2 separate regions of the Hordeum vulgare genome follow, and region 2 is linked to region 1. The links are chromatin contacts, called in public Hi-C maps. All regions are on one chromosome and are shown on one strand. Each heading gives the region's core, a stretch centred on a gene start, on an enhancer-like site or on the middle of the called end of the contact. The rest is flanking DNA. Distances are from core to core; before and after follow the strand shown. Region 1 holds the start of LOC123426354 (receptor-like protein kinase HERK 1). Region 2 holds the start of LOC123426392 (arginine--tRNA ligase, cytoplasmic-like).

Region 1 (5,760 bases), core at 1,357-3,856:
GCAGTATCCGATGAGTGACACGAGGTGACGGTGTCGCAGCCCTGACAGCAGCTCGATCTCTGTCCGGAACTCTCTGAGCCCTTGGTGGGACTTCTGGTTGCCCCGCTTCACTGCGACTTTGGTGCTGTCCTGCAGAACTGCTTTGTATACCTTCCCAAACCCCCCAACTCCGACAACCATTTGCTCGTCGAAGTGTTTGGTTGCTACTTGCAGCAAAGCAAAAGGAATCCGGTAGCTTGCATCACTGTTTGTCCCAGATGTAAGAGTGGTCCGGCTGGTTGTTCGGGTACCTGTGCTAAGGAAGCTAAGGCCATTGAGGGTGAGTGGTGACCAAGAACTTGAAGGCCGACTTGTCGGTGCCCGCCGCGGCTTCTTCTCCTTTTTCTTTCTTCTGAGGACGAAGCAGAGAATAATGGCAATGCTAACAGCACCAACGCCTCCGAGAACAGTGCCCAATATGATAGCCAGTTTCCTATTTGGCGTTCCTGGTGGCCACACAACATAAACAGTGCCAGTACTGATGTCCATCTTCATGATCTCCAGGCCATTCAAGATGCCATCTGGTGCCACATTGTTCAAGCTGGAAGGCCCAATGCCGACACTTAGCTTACCAGAAGGATCACTTGACTTCAAGACAAATTCCATGTAGTATGGCACAGCCAAGGTACCAAGAACTCTTTCAGAGAGGTCAACATTTTCTAACGCTAACCGGCCATCCACATAAATATCAAAGTAGAGGGAATATGCTGCCTTGCTCACTATGTCACAAAAATGGAAGCGGATCAGATAGCTCGAACTACCATCAACATCAAATTGCCATGTCATGTTGGACACTAAGCTGGTTCTATTTTGCACAGCAAACCGCCTTGCAGTGTTGTACACACTGTCCGGTGCATCCTCCTTGGTTGCAGCACCTTTCTGATAATTCAGCTTCGCTTGGTAAGCAAACAGTTCAGTGGTAGTGGAATTTAGGAAGAAGTTCTGGTCAGTATCCCATGAACGCGAGAGTGTGTCATTGGCAGCGGTCACCTCCCGTCCACCCACATTAATCCTGTAGAATGTCTGAAATGACTGTGTTGTAAGGCCGAGATACTGGCCGGAGGGATTTACAGTTTGCGCTGAATCACGTATCAGATCATCAGGAACAGATATTACTTCAATAGCATTGATGAAAGATGTGCTGTTTCCCAGAGGCACAAATGTGAGAATCAGCTTATCCTCAGTAATATTCAGTGAATACTCCCTGACCAGCGGTGAGGAATTGCTCGGCGGAGTGAAATTGTCAAGTAACACAACATCCTGCGTGGACACTTTGAACTTTGCCACGGCAAGATCATAGCTTTGGTATCTGAAACCGAAGAAGTGCAGCCGGACAAAATGCCGGCCACGGCTCTTCATGTTGAAGGAGTAGGACGACGGCACACTGAATATCCTTGCAGTTTGATACAGCACAGGATTGTCAGAACTTATGACTGCATCCGGCAAGGTATTTGCGGCGACGTTGTGATCTGATTTCAAAATAGTTGAGCCGGAATTGTCTGCTCTGAAGAACCCCTGACCTGGGACATGAACGTCAACGGTGGAACCACAGTTGATGAGGTAGTTGTCTGCAGGGGTGAATTCAGCATTGCAGGTACCAAGAAGAACCCAGATGGTCCCAAGAAGGAGCAGAGCTATCTTTTGCTCAGAAGTGGTGCCCATGATGAATCTGAATGGAAACTGGGGTTAAAGGGACACAGGTGCCATAAATTGCACAAAGATGCAGCCAGCCAGCAAGGAAAAAGGGAGAGCTAGAACAACTGAAGAGAGTAGAGATGATGAAACTGTTCCAGAGCCCAAGGCATGCAATCCCTCAAAACTAATGTCATTTCAGGCAGCAAGAACACTCGAAAATTGAAGCAGTAGAAAGTGTGAACAGGCTTAGATTTTCTGTGTCTTGGTCGGCAGGAGGAGGAACCACCAGAAAGAAACCTTGCTTATCAGGCAAGCAAGAACCTTATCAAGCACACCCGCAGCATGGCTCCATCCACCACGAACTGGATCTGCACAATAGTCCCACAACGACACCATCAGTATCATCTCCAACATGCAGGGGCCAGGAGAAACAGACCAAAATCCTTCGGGTGAAATCAACCCAATCCCCCAGCTAAGACGAGGGTTTACCTTTGCCGTGCAGGCCTCCCAGCAGCTGAATCGCCTCTCGCCTCCGCCCAAACAAGCAGCCTCGCGATTCTCACCGGAGCCCCCGCAAGAACTTCAGCCAGGCGGTTGGGAAATCGGAGGAGCCAGAGCCAGTCTTTTCTTGAAGCCAGCCAAGAGAAGAGGGAGGGAGCACAGGTGGAGCGGAACTGGCGGAGAAGCAGACAACGGCACGCCGCCGCTTTTAACTTTTGAGCGAAGCGAAGCGGACAAAGAGATGGCAACCCAAATGCTCGTCTGGATGGGGATTTTGGATGGAGTGATGGCGATGGTGGCCCGGAGGTTGGCGAGATTTTGAGCAGAGTCTTCTTGGGTCCGGGAGGAAGAAAGAAAGGGTCCTCGCGGGTGAGAAGGGCAGGTAGAACAGGACGTTTTCTGGCCCCTGCGGCGAGAAGCGGCGAATTAATTGGGGTGCAGAGGGCGGTGAGTTGGTGGGAAGATAAATTGAAGAGGCGTGCATGAGCTGGACGCGGGCCCAGGGGGTCGTGAGGTGTGGACGAGAAGACTGGAAAGAGGATTACGACAAGGCCGCTCTGCTCCAAATGGCGGGCGGAGCTGCGTCGACGCGGTTTGTGCCTTTTGGAAGTCTCGGGCTGCTTTTGAAAAGCATGGTTCCGAGAACTTAAACAATGTGAACAGCAAAGGATTGGGATGTCATGTGAAAAAAGGTTGAGGAAGGACCATTTGAAGGACAAAATCATTGTTCTGATTTTTTTGAAAAGATGAGCATAAAAAGAACCCGGTTTAAAAAGATTTCATGATTTAACCTTTTTTTAACGCCACAAGCCGTGTTGTTGCTTCCCCAATAAGAAACGCCAGTGTAATGTGGCGTTGCTGGCCACCACCAATATGCGTGTCCTCCGTGGTGTTTTTCCTTTCTTGAAACGCCACCACATCTGGCGTTTCTAAGCACCACTGCAACGCCAAGCACTATGATGTTTCTTCCTGCCTATTTATTAGGAGGCCACCCTTCATGCACCACTCACTTTCTTCTTCCACCCCCTTCTTCCTCGAGCTGCGGCCCCTTTTCCCCATTTCTCCCTCGCTTCTCCCCTCTCAAATCCTTTCAAAAGGATTGGTTTGGTCCGTGGATCCGGTATCATTTGCATTGCTTGAGGTAATCTCCTTCATCTTTCCATTTTTATTGGTTGGGATTGTCTATTTGGGTGGTTTTTTGCTCATGTGTTTCTAGCCCTAATAATGAGTATAGTTTTTCCAATAATGGGTATAGATGTTCTTAGTTTATCTAGTAATGAGTATAGTTGTTCCAATTTTGTTGCATTGTATTGGTTGGTTTTATGCTTATTGTTTAGGGTTAGGGTAATGCTTAATTAGGATGGACATATATGTTTCTTAGTTGTTTTGTTAGAATGTGACTTAGCATTGGTAATTTTGTTCCCTTTTTTAGATGGACAAGATTGTGAATGCTCATTATGTTGACAAAGAGGCATTCATGAATGTTGATATTGTTGACAAGTATGAGAAAGTGTTGACATTTCTTGAGAGTCCTACTTATGAAGAGGTTGTGGCAGAAACTCAGATAAGATTGAAGTGGGTTGATCCAAGTGACCAAGTAGAATTATTAGGAAGACTAGATCATCGATGGCGCGCGTTGCTGCGCCCGTCTACTATTTCATTGGAATAATAGGAACATAAATATAAGAGAAATGAAATATAGAAATTCAGTTAAAAGTATATCATTCAGTAACCGAAAAGGGATATTCTTAGACTGATGTATTAGTCAGTTGTGACAAGTGATAGTATTCTCACAGGTATAAGATAAATGAAACAAAGAAATTCAATTATGTAAAGATATGTTGTATCATTCAATAATCAAAAAAGGATATATTATGCTAATGTATTAGTCAGTTGCGTGCGCTAAGGTTGTCATGATATAACAGTACCAGAATCACATTAGGTTGATCTGAAACTAATGTACTCCATGTTACTTTATGCAGAAACTGATGTAGTACTATGGACTTTTATTCTTGTAAATAAATAAATTGATAAATCTCACAATTGGCACAAGATATGCATGTATTAACAATGTTTGTTGCATCAGAAGAAAATGCCCTCCACATTATAACTGCAAACTAATAAAGGAGCATATTTAAGAGAACTCCTTATTTTTAAAATGGCCATACTCCATGTCGCAAGTTTTCAAAATATGCAATCCTTTTGTTTCTTCGGCATGCAAAGAAATCGAAGTTGTGTTACTACATCACCACAGCAACCCATTAATACACAACATACAACATCATGCCTTTCTCAACCCAGTTTGCCAGAAAATGGAGCGGATAACATAAAGTTAGTAGTTGTAAGCCTATAAGTTACAAAAACAAACTTAATTGTGTTCAATTGTGATGAACTTCATGTGAGGCTAAGCTCAGGCATACACGGATATCTTAGAGCACTTGGATAAGCTAGTGTGGTCCACCATGGCATATTATCATGTTATCTTGTTTATACACCCTCGTATTCTTATCTTGAAGCACTTGTAAGTTGGTAGAGATTAAAATTCACATACATACAGAATACGGTGGTTGTAGGCAAACATCGTCCTATCTATGCAATAGTACTTTTAAAGATCACAACTTTGCCTCCTCTTTTTCTTATGTTTCCCACATGTTTTGAATTCCTTCTCTTGGTTTCTGATGGCATCTTACATTGACTTATGATCTTCTGCTATGTCTAACAATACTTCCCGCAAAAATGTGTACATCATTTGAAAAACGACCAAAGAGTGCCTAATTCCACTGGAAAAAGTGGCTAGTATTTTAAGATTACAATGTATTGAAGCCAAAAAACAAACAACTTAATGTAGCACACATCTTACATGAAAATATGAGATGAAACTGCAAACAGTTATAAAAATCAAGTAGCCAAAATGTGCAAGAACCAATGAAATATTTTGGAGGTGAAGCCGAAATGAAATGGGAGCGAAAAAAGACTTCTCAAAGATTAAAACATAAGTTATCTTCCTTACATGCTAATTACTTTACAGATGATTCATAAGCATCCGAAATTTAAAGAAAGAAAAACATACAGGTAATATCCGCATATTCATGTAGTACAACTTCTTAAGAGCCTTCTTTCTAGGGTCCAAAGCTTCTGAAAAGCCTACAATTATCTAAATTCGTCATAATTGGTAGACATGAAATTTGCTTCAAAAAAATTCACAATTAAGAGTCTATAGTACAGCTCAAGCAACAAACTAGTGGTTCAGTACATCATCATGAAAGAATATTACCCTTGTTGAAGATACAGTCAAACAAAACATAGTTTTACTGAATCAATGGTCCAGTTTACAATTAAAATATGTACTACAATAACCAAGCATCATCTGCAGCAGCTCAACGTTTGTGAACAGACAACTTGTAACCACCATGCTGCAATGAGAAGGTGCTCGCGAAAAGATATGCTTCCCGAGTGGAAAGCGTGAGCGTTTGAGCGAAAATGGTAGGGAAGGAAGAATATATAGACATACTTGCACGACTCCGCGATGCAAAGGATCAACACATCGCTCACCATGAATGGACGCTCAAAAACTGAAGTATAATT
Region 2 (5,760 bases), core at 1,857-4,356, 880 kb before region 1:
GAAACAGATGCGTTGGTTTCAACATTAAAAAAATCAGGTTGCGGCCACATTCCATCGATACTTTATTGAGCAAACTTTATTGATCAGTAAAAAAATCAACACTACCTTTTCTTCAAGTTGTACATCTAAGAGCTTGTAAACCTGGTCAAATTCATTCCTGCTGATTTCACATATCTTTTTCCAAGCAGCACGATACTTTTCCTCCCCTCCCTACAGTGTGTTATTGCTTAGAGATTAGAAGAAAAAACCACAATCTTCCGAGAACTCCACATGCAAGAAGGTGAACTTACCTGTAACCGAACAACGGCTTGTTGAGCCCTGTCTTTAAATTCTGCATCATCATCAAATCTTTGTTTGGATGCTTTATAGAAAAGCTGCAGCGAATAACAAAATTAATACATGACTATTTGTTTAATGAATCAGAAATTCTAAAATGATGCAAAATAAGCACTTCTTGGCAAGATAAGCACAATGCATGATGGAACAACAACTTACCTGAAGGTCACCAATAGCCTGGCTGCCAAGTTCCTCCCAATTCGGAAACTTCTCAAATAGAAATTCTATGAGCATTCCAAACTACATGAACAAAGACCGACATTAGTTTAGTACACAAAGCAGATATTCGTTCAACTTAGAAGGCCTCCATATAAGCAAACAAATTTTACAGTTACTAGTGCCTACAGAACAAGCAGAAGTAGATATCTCTGCCAATGCAATATACCAAGACTCCAATTTCTCCAGCACGGCACAAAATAGTTCGATCAAGTATAGTTTCAACTGTTAGTATATTATTACAAAATACTCCCTCCGCACGGAATTAGATTACAAGGTTATAAAATGTAACCAAAGAGCTAAAGGAAAATACGGTAGCATTTGGATAATAAACAAATTAAATCAAATTAGATTGTGAAGTGGAAACAAGCTCTAGTTTATCAAACTACCAAAGTACAGAAAGTAGTGCACATTGCAGCAATGAATAGAGCACACCATAGTGTAATAGGCAGTAAGTAGATCTCATGGAAAATACCACCAGCAGAACCTGTCAAATATTTGGTGGCACAGAAGAACCGCACCAACTGAACATTTGAATGCATCAATGTGTCAAAGGTACATGAAACTAGAAATGGATGCAGTCCCAAAAATCATAACCACATCCAGGAAAAAATAAGGATGAATTTATGTGCATAACAACATTCTCTATGAACCAAAAGGGTTCAACAGATTAAGGTGGCATATGTTTGTACCCGTATTTTTCACCAGAAAAAGAACAAGTATTAAAGTACCTAAAGGTTATAGCACCAAATCTATTACCTGTGTACCCCAGTCTCCCACATGATTGCGTCGAAGAACTTCAACATTTGAGAATTCAAACATGCGTGCTAAGGTGTCTCCAATGATTGTTGACCTTAGATGCCCAACATGCATTTCCTTTGCAATATTAGGAGATGAGAAATCAAGCACTACCCTCTTAACTGGAAGAATTGGTGCCCAAGTTTTGATACCATTCACAAGCATATCTTGTATTCTCTGCAACAATGTAGTTCATTGGTGCTTAGCAGAAAGGAAATGTAGTATCAATGAATGCATGCAAAACTTGCAGGTAAAACAATTTCAGGCAGACCTTAGCAACCCAGCTCTTGGATAAGACAATATTCACAAAACCAGGACCAGCAACAGAGGCTGATTCAATAACGTCACAGGCAGGCAGGTTCTTAGCAATCGACTGTGAAAAAAAACAGCATGAATGAAAAGGTTGAAATGAATGAACAAGGTAATAATGGCAGTGGCACGTATGAAAGAACCCTACTGCTCCATGAGATTTTCTTGAAGTAAACCACCAGCACTCCAGAGAGTTAGGATCGTTCTTACCTGTCCAATTGCATTGGGGTTTTTGAAGCTTGTCCCGGATCCCTTTACTTTTGACCACAATCCCATTGCATTGTTGCTGCATACCATTTAGATACAATTTTTTGATGAGCACATTGAAGGGATGCTAACATGAACAGGAGTCGCAGATGTCCAGATCGTCAAATAAAATAGACACCCGGGCAACGTACCACTGGTAGTCACCAAATTTTCCCGTGCAAACTTCAACTATCGGTTCTACATCCACTTCAGGCACTGTCGCATGGAGTGACAGAGCCACCAAGTTGGAGATCTGCTGCTTGACACTCCCGGCTCCCTGCACGGCCTGGCAATATGTTTGAGACGGCACCATCTCAGTCAAGTAGATGCAGGCAAACACTCACACAACACAATCATCTCCAGAACCAGCAATCCAATACTCACCGGTGCTGCAGGTTCCTGGGCCGAGCCTGAGGCAGAAGTGGAGGTCTCGTCTCCCATGGTGGTGGACGCGTAGCAGGCACTCCTCGGTAACCTTGTGAAGGGAGATGCTCTACAATGACCTAGCTAGATAGGCAGCACAAAGATAAGCAACAAGGCCGAAATTAGGCCCCAAATGAAGGAGCTATGAAATGAAACTTGCATCGTCGGCCACGAATCCCCAAGCTACAATTAAAACCTAGCATGTTATAAGTTAACTTGAGCAGAGTGCAGGATTAAACCACAGCCTTTTTCATCCCCAATTCTAAATGCTGTGGGTAAATTCACACGCGCCCATACGCCGACTAGCAGATTCGTGCACAGCAAATTTAGTCTAGAGTGCTATAAACCGGAACCATGTGGAACTAAATTCAAACATAAGCATCGTAAACCCTAAGGCCTAAACCCCGCAAAAGGTCCACTAGACAAACCACCATTCCCAGTAAATCTTCGGAGCTCGTAGGCACGCACTCTAAACCAAAAACGGCACCAAGCTCAGGCCCCATGAACCCTCGGATTTCTGCTCCCAAATCAGACCTCGCAACTCCGGGCGACGCGGGGACCGCGCAGCGCTATGAACAACCGGAGCCGGGTGGAACCGGATGAGGATTGGGGGAGAAGGGGAAGTAGCGGGAGAAGCGAGGACTCACCGAATCGCGGAGCAGCGCGGCGGGCGGAGACGAGGAGGAGTCGTGCGGGGGTAGGCGCCGCCACTACTGCAGTTGCTGCTGCGGCCGCGAGTGCCCGCATCTCGACCTCGTTCTCGAATAAATACGCTCCCACGCCGCGTGCAAGGAAAGGCTGGGCGAGGGTTTTCGCTTGTGCCTTATCGGGCCCGTCAAGTCTCGACCTCTTTTTCTTTTTCTTTTTTTGAGGGGTGAGTCTCGACCTGTTTGGGGCGTGGATATGGAGCCAAACTCGCCAAACACAGATTCCGCTCGAAATTTGCTTAATTTTGACTTTAAAATTTCAGTCTTTGGGCTTAGTGCATCTTCAAAGCTGATCCGTAAATTTTCTTCCGCGTCCGTCCATGATAGAACAGTCCAATTACATTTCAAGTAAATTTTAACAAAAATGAACAAATTTGATTCAAAGACGAACAAACCGAGCGATATTCATTGTCGGTGCACTAGGGAAAGGGTACCCAATGCCCGTGACTTATGCACAGCACTAGTAGTAAGGAAACCCATAAGCGTTGGCACTATGTCGAAGACCCAAGCAAACATTCAAAACAAGACGTCGGCAGGACTTACTGCAAGACCTGCGCAGACATGGCACAACGCACCAAGAACTCTCGGGCCCCTGCCGGGGACCGAGGCACAAGCACCCTCAAAGAAGAACCGGCAAGTCATTCCTCCGGCAAACACGAGCCCATCCGCCACCGCTCCACCTCATTGCCACATCAGTCACTTATCGATGAGGTGTCGAGCCCCCATGTGGCTAAGTGGCTCTCGTTGCACGCGTGTTGACATGATGGAAGACGGGTTATCTCTCCTTGACACCCTCATAGGCGTGTCAAGTTGTGGTGCAAAGGTTAGCTAAAGCCGTGGCGAGAGCTTGTCGGGAACGCACCCCCCACCTGCCACCTAGCCTAGCATTTATGGCACTTTGTCTTAAGTGTCAAAGTTAAGTACGATAGCACTATTAGTTGTCTAATCATGTCTGTTTGCCACTTTGGACGCCCCTTTTGCTATAAGAGGAGGCCCAAGGCAACCTAGCAAGGAATTCGGACCCTAGGACATTCACACGCACATAGCAGCTCCCTTTCACGACAACCCTTGTCGGGGAAGGTATATCGTGTGAACTCTGTCTTTCTCAAATAAATCCACCAAAGCAGGAGTAGGGTTTTACGATTCTCAGCGGCTCGAGCCTAGGTAAATCCTCCGAGTCTCATAAGTGTGTTGCCTTGCGGTTTCTCCTCTTTGTGCGATGAATTCTCCTCGTTGAACCACAAATGAGCCAACGACTCCATAGGTGATCGAGTGCTACCATCCCCGACATTCATTTATACTAGGATAGTTTTTACATAAAACCGGATGATATTTCGTCTAATGAACCAAAAACCTTCAACAAAGCCGTTGTCGGAGTCGTTGGAGTCGGGCTTCGGGATGGCGGAAGGGTGCGGTGTCGCGGCAGGGCTTCCTCGCACCACCTTACGCTCGCACATAATCATCTTCGCTTCCTCTTGTGTCATGCGCAGTGCGGTCGTGGCCACGAATGACATGGGCGGGGGGAGAGGGCGGCAGCCCTTGGAGGAGGCGGCGATGGCGGCGATCTCGCCGAGAGACCACTCCTCGCCATCTTGACCATCTCCCCATCGAGGCGGCGGAGACGACGCTTGTTGTCCAGGACCCGAGCTTACGCCAACTCCAGATCCGTCGCGATGTGTGGCGGCGGGCCGTTAGAGTCCGTGAACTCCGATCGACGTGCCATGTTGCACCTGTTCCATCGGGGGTCGCTGCCTGTTGGCGTACTCCACCGTCGTTAGAGCGCTCCGGGAGGACGAGCTATTGTTGTCGCTGCGGCCGCCGTCGAGGTAGTGCCGAAGGCGACCACGTGTCCTCACGGCGATCGCATGAGGCAGGGGTTGTGACGAGCAGCACTCCTCCTTGATGTGGCGGGGCGGCCGAAAGCGCTGCTCCTTCTTCACGCGATGGGGAGGCGGCGAGAGCAGCTCCTCCTTGACGCGTTTGGGCGATGGCCAGAGGGGACCCTCCTTCACGCGGTGCCTGATTTGGACATCGAGGTTGCGCAAGGGAGGGTAGGGACGGGACACAGGATCTGGCTTGATGTGAAGGAGCGTCTCAGGTGGTGCCGACAGGCCGTTGACGTGGAGGACGAAGCATGACCTCCATCAGTCACTCGTACTGCTCATCGGTCACGATGTAGACCTCCCCTTGCATCGCCGGTTGCTGTAGCGGCTGGTCCTCCTCGTCGAGGAGATGACGATCTCCTCCTTTGCTGAGGAGCCGGCCGCCGATGAGGACGACTGCCCTAGAGTTCAAGGGCGATGTCGCCACGAACCTACGGATTCGTCGCCTGTCGCCATCGAGGCCCACAACTTGCCCATTGCCGGAGTTGTGAGGAAGAGGGGATGTGAGAATGAGGACGTGCGGACTGATGCGGTGAGTGCGATGTGGACGGTGTCGGAGCATGACTTATAAAGCCTCGACCACACCATGTGAACAAACGGTCAACCACTTCAATGCGGCACAACGACGGGAGTTTGTTCTTCTCGAAGCTGCGTGTGCATTGAAGCGGGGGCTCCTGAGAGGTCGCGTTGGTCAGCGATGCGTGTGTGGTCACATTATGTGGCATCAATGTCGGTCGTTGCGTGTACTGGGCCGGTATTGGTGCGGTGCTAGAAATGGCGCGTGCATCGGAAGGAAATCGCGGGAGAGGCGGGTGGGGTTGTTTGGTGGGACAGATTAGTCA

The links. Hi-C and Micro-C count contacts between places; a contact is called where the count stands out from the background.
Region 2: a contact with region 1 is called in a Hi-C map of seedling, with 5 times the contacts expected there. The contact joins the promoter of LOC123426392 here to the promoter of LOC123426354 in region 1. A contact is called at or near these places in 2 of 6 Hi-C or Micro-C datasets (leaf and seedling) and 1 of 1 datasets of contacts at active chromatin or transcription factors (embryo).

The regions. Positions count from the first base shown.
Region 1 is chr1H:102,612,487-102,618,246 of MorexV3_pseudomolecules_assembly, reverse strand. It overlaps LOC123426354 (receptor-like protein kinase HERK 1), which reads right to left and starts at 2,606. Exons shown (of 2, transcript XM_045110167.1): 1 at 2,164-2,606; 2 at 1-2,042. The coding sequence starts at 1,701.
Region 2 is chr1H:103,490,412-103,496,171 of MorexV3_pseudomolecules_assembly, reverse strand. LOC123426392 (arginine--tRNA ligase, cytoplasmic-like) reads right to left here and starts at 3,106. Exons shown (of 18, transcript XM_045110225.1): 1 at 2,976-3,106; 2 at 2,290-2,408; 3 at 2,058-2,191; 4 at 1,870-1,945; 5 at 1,622-1,723; 6 at 1,312-1,527; 7 at 496-576; 8 at 291-374; 9 at 106-210. The coding sequence starts at 3,075.